2 separate regions of the Ovis aries genome follow, and region 2 is linked to region 1. Evidence: chromatin contacts called from public Hi-C data. All regions are on one chromosome and are shown on one strand. The core of a region is the stretch at or near the end of the contact, and the rest is flanking DNA. Distances in the headings are between cores, read along the strand shown. Region 1 holds the start of DLG1 (discs large MAGUK scaffold protein 1). Region 2 has its middle 63 kb from the start of DLG1.

Region 1 (2,538 bases), core at 11-2,510:
CTAGGCAGCATATTAAAAAGTAGAGACATTACTTTGCCAACAAAGGTCTGTCTAGTCAAAGCTATAGTTCTTCCAGTAGTCATGTATGGATGTGAAAGTTGGGCTATAAGAAAGCTGAGCGCAGAAGAATTGATGCTTTTGAACTGTGGTGTTGGAGAAGACTCTTGAGAGTCCCTTGGACTGCAAGGAGATCCAACCAGTCAATCCTAAAGGAAATCAGTCATGAATATTCATTGGAAGTACTGATGCTGAAACTCCAAACTTTGGCCACCTGATGGGAAGACCTGGCTCATTGGAAAAGACCCTGATACTGGGAAAGATTGAAGGCGCGAGGAGAAGGGGACGACAGAAGATGAGATGGTTGGATGGCATCACCAACTCAATGGACATGAGTTTGAGTAAGCTCCAGGAGTTGGTGATGACAGGGAGGCCGGGCGTGCTGCAGTCCATGGGGTCGCAAACAACTGGACACGACTGAGCGACTGAACTGAATTGGGTGATCTTAGGCAAATTCTTCTCTCTGGATCAGAGCATGGAGGTTGCTGGTACACAGAAGAGGGTCGAAGATGTGGAAATGATTTGGACATCTTTGCCCAATTCCTTTTCCAGATCCTGGGAGGCTCAGCCCCGAAGCGGGGTCCCAGCCGGCTAGTAGTCCCTTTCCTGCTGCTGCTGCTGCTAAGTCACTTCAGTCGTGTCCGACTCTGTGTGACCCCATAGACGGCAGCCTACCAGGCTCCCCCGTCCCTGGGATTCTCCAGGCAAGAACACTGGAGTGGGTTGCCATTTCCTTCTCCTAGGGACTACGTAAACTAGCTTTAAACTAGTTTTGCTGAGCTTCAGCGGTAGCTACAGGTGAGTTCTTAAAGGGGCCGCCAGAGCTTGGGTAATACGTGAAGCTGTTGACTTGGAGGGAGTTGCAGGCAAGGGAGAATGAATGAGAAAACGAACGAACCAATTTTCTATTCCCTTCCTTAAATGCATTCATACTTGGAATTAATCACTTAGATTTAAAAAATTCTCTGGCAAAACCTTCAATTTCTTATCAGATTAACTAATCTCCATATTTTACCTACCCTTCTTTAACTCAGTTCCTCCAAAACTTTTACTGAGGGGCTAACAGTAACTTGAAAAAATTAGCACCAAGTGTAAGAATGCAGAGACGGCACCCCTCCCCCTCGCAAACACCTCCCTTTTCCCCCTCCCAGGCCCCGCCCTTTCCCGCCCCCTATCGTGGGTGGTGCAGTCGACACCTCCCTGAGAATGCTTTTCCAGGTTGGGGATCCACCCCCGGGGTGGATCTCTCCGGCAGAGTTGGAAACGACACGCATTTAGTGAGGTTAAAGGGTGTCTCGGAATGTGTGTCCTGGATCTGGTGTAGGTGAGGTCACATTTCTCTTCCGACACTGTCACTCTTCCTCGCCTGGTGCGCTACTCGCTCAGAGCCGCGGGACACACCGGTGGGCTAGGACGAGGTAAAGGCGGGCTCTTCCAGGGCGCCCTGGCCCACCTGTAGAGTCTGTGCGTCAACTCCTTTGTTCTCAGAACCACTTCGGTGGCCGCGCCTTTACGCAAGGAGGTTCACTTCGACGTTCCTCAGGTCCCCTTCTGCCGTCCCCAGCCCCCTCCTGGCCCTCCTCCCTCTTCGAACCCAAAGGTTGCAGCGCTGAGAGCCCGGGGCTCGGCGCGAGCCGCCTCCTCACTTCCCATTGGCTGAGAGCGCTGGGAAAGCGGTCACGTGGGGGCGCGGCAATCCAGATCAAGGGCCGCCATCTTGGCGGAAAGTTTGGGGGGAGAGCGGTTGGGGGCGCGGAAGGAGGCGAGGTTCCGGGGGTGTGGCGGCTAAGAGCTGAGAAGGCGAGCGGGCTAGCGGGTACCGGCGAGTGAGGAGGCGCCGGCGGCTGAGGCGGAGGAAGAGGCAACGGGGGTGCAGCCGCCGAGGGGAGCTCCTCCCCCGTTCCCTCACCCCCCTCTGCACAGCTCCGCAAGCCCCGGGTGGGGCGGGGGGACGTGGAGCGGGGCAGGGCGGGGGAGACGGGCCGGGGCGCACCCCAGCTCCGGGCGCACGCCACTCGCAGGAACTTTGTGGCGGCGCCGCAGGTGTGGGGGCCCGCGGAGGTGTGCATGTGGGGCACGAGGGCGTCGGAGAGCGGCCGCTGTCCTGTCCGGCCCTCGCTGGAGTAGCTCGGAGGAAGCCAACAAGGAATCAGGCAAGCGAGAGGAGGGGGCCCGAGCAGGGCGGGGTGATCAATCCAGTTGGTTCCTTCTCGGACTGCTTTACAGTCTCTGCTGGTTTAGGGGCCAAGGGTCGGAGCGCCTCTTCACCCCCCAGTAGCAGGTGGGGGGTATGCTTTCTTATGCCGGGGGAGGGGTGGCCCCACGTCTAGCATTAAGCTCCCTTTGGAGAAGGGGCAGCTTTCGAGGAGAGTTTGGCAGCTTGCTCCTGTCTGCTCTTAATTTGCAGGGGAACCCAACCTTAGGTTAAAGCTTTCTACATTGACACTGCTGGGTTTTGAGGCTCTTTCTCCTTTGACTTGG
Region 2 (2,538 bases), core at 19-2,518, 63 kb before region 1:
ATGGAGAAACAAAGCTATCTGAAACCCTCTGTCACCCTTTTCCTAAGATCTGTTAGAAATAGAAGGATGGGCTGCCTCCCCCTCTTTCCTGTTTCCTCCTTGGAGGGACAAATCAAATTCCATGACCAGATCCTCCAGGCCTTTAGAAAATCCTCTCCCTAGCACTTGACTTTCAAGCCTATTATCATTCCTGGGACTCAGGAAAATCTGATTTGACAGTGAATCTTCAACTAAGGCAGAGACTGCCCTTCCCTGAGGCATCGACACTCCCTGCTTTAGGGACTGGGAGGCTCCAGAGCAGCAAGATGTACAGGTTATAGAAACACTTCTAAAAATATTTCAAAACAACATTATCTCTACATTTTTGTGCCAAGATTCAGCATTTCACTTAGAGTCTTGGGAGTCATGGGTTTCCTAGGTGGTGCAGTGGCAAAGAATCTGCCTGCCAAAGCAGAAGATGCAAGAAATTGGATCTCTTGTGAGTTTGATCCCTAGGTTGGAAAGATCCCTTGGAGAAGGGAATGGCTACCCACTCCAGTATTCTTGCCTGGAGAATCCCATGGACAGGAGCTTGGTGGGCTAGTCCATAGGGTCACAAAGAGTGGACATGACTGAGCGACTGAGCATGCGCATCGGAAGGCATGGGCCTCTTTCTGGGTCTCCTGTCGGCATTGTTGGAACATCTGAAGAGGTGGAGGCGTTTTCCTTTCCATCTTATATTTTCACAATGAGACAGAGAAGAAAATTAAGTGAATACTAAGGCCCTCGATGGGGTAGGGTAGAGGGGCCAGAAGGAAAGAAACAAAAGCTCTGAAGTGGGTCTTGAATTTCAGTTAATGTCCTTAACTTATCAGGATCCTTAAACCTCTGAGCAGGACTAATATATTTTGTTGAGAAGCTTAAAGTCTTTGACTCAGCTATGAAAACTGAAAAATGCATAACCCACCTCTACCTAAACCTGGGTGTATGTTTACCCAACTTTCCCCCGCTGCCACGCCGCCCCACATTTTGTCTCCCTGTCAGCCCCTCTGTAAACACTCCTGTCACGGGCTAGTGCAGGCTCTCCCCTCTCTTTCCAAACACTTCACCCTCCCTCTCACTGCTCGCTCCCGCCCCAGCCTGCTCCCCTACCCTCATCTGCATGGCCAGGCAGGGCTACATGCCAGCCCACAGGCCCCATTTCTGTAGCTGCACAAACACCACTAAGCCCTCTAGGCTTCTAGGAGCTGGGCCTGCCCTCCGCAGGAGATTAGGAGCCCGCAGTGAGTCAGCAGCACAGCTGGGCCCAAAGCCCTGACTCCTGGCTGAGCTCTGCCAGCGGACATTCCCTGCAGCCTCCTACTTCTCCCGTGGACACCCTTCTCGTTCCCCTCAAGCCCTAGGTAGACGTCTGCCCCCATTTGGCTGAGTCCCAGCATGTCTCCTTCCCAACTCTGTCCCAGCCCTGGAGCTGTGCTGCCAAATGCTCTTGGCCTGGGTGGTTGGCCACGTCTATAAGGCAGAGAAGCCCATGTCTTAGTGGTGACAGTGGCATTCCAGATGACTGGGGCTGTGAGGTGTGCGTACATCCTCTCCATGGCTGTGACCCTATGGATTCTAGCAGGGAAGCTGAACAGCTGCCACGACTCACCCACAGGCCTTTGGTGCCTACATGCTCTGTGAATCACAGCTACTGTACACTACTGTGCTGAGTCACCACCAGGAATCTGGGGAGACAATATTGGCCTATTTTTAAAAGATCTGCTCATGTACTCAGGCCGTTACGAAAGGCTGGATAATTATTGCCAAAAATAGGTGTTGGTTCAGGGTCTCCAGGGCTGTTGCAGGCAGGTCCTTTGACAAGGGGCTCTGACACCACATGTGTAGCCTGGTTGTCACCGTGGGAGAGGCTGGATTTCCGTGAGCACAGCACCTCCAGCCACCACATGGGGAATATCATGGACTCTTGATACCCTTTGCTTCTTGAAGGAATGAATAGGAGCTGCAGGAGAGGCCCCAGCACCAACTTCAAAGAACAGAGATTTCATCTTTGTGCTGACTCCTCTCTGAGTCACTTAATGTCATTCCCATTCATAGGAAGAGGGAAATCTGATACAAGCGACTAACCAGTTTGAATTTCCAACTTCTTGGCAATCCAGGAACCTTTAGGCCTCTGTAAACAAGTCTCCAAAGCTCTCCTCTTCTGTCGTGGGTGAGGATGGGGGAAGCCCTCTTCACAACCTTCTCATCATTCAGTGAGCCCTATGGACTAAGTCTCAGAATAACATGCTCCCTAGAGATCATCTCCTCTAATTTGCTTACTGAAGAGTAAGTCAAGTTTCAGAGTAGGGACCTGATTTGTCCAGGTCACAGAGATGAACACTGGTGGCCAGCCCTAGAGTTAGCCCTGTGGTGGGGACGATGGATAAGATACAGCCTCTGCCCTCAAGGATCCGAGATTCTCAAGGGGAAGCAGTCATTAGTGCAGAGAGCAATAATACATGGTAGTATGTAATCAGATTCAGAAAAAGTTGACATGAAGTATCACGGGTGAGCAAT

What was found. A called contact is a pair of places that touch in the nucleus more often than the background predicts.
Region 2: a contact with region 1 is called in a Hi-C map of hypothalamus, with 1.8 times the contacts expected there. The contact joins the enhancer-like site here to the promoter of DLG1 in region 1. A contact is called at or near these places in 3 of 16 Hi-C or Micro-C datasets (hypothalamus, skin fibroblasts and tail adipose tissue).

Annotation. Positions count from the first base shown.
Region 1 is chr1:192,594,515-192,597,052 of ARS-UI_Ramb_v3.0, reverse strand. DLG1 (discs large MAGUK scaffold protein 1) reads left to right here and starts at 1,260. Exons shown (of 25, transcript XM_060419293.1): 1 at 1,260-1,475.
Region 2 is chr1:192,657,546-192,660,083 of ARS-UI_Ramb_v3.0, reverse strand. No RefSeq gene overlaps it. Among named protein-coding and RNA genes, the nearest start is that of DLG1, 63 kb to the right of the region's middle. Within about 2 kb of position 1,268, at least 26 of the 54 cell types and tissues checked have an H3K27ac peak or open chromatin away from gene starts, as enhancers often do. A contact at or near this core is called in hypothalamus, where this site is marked.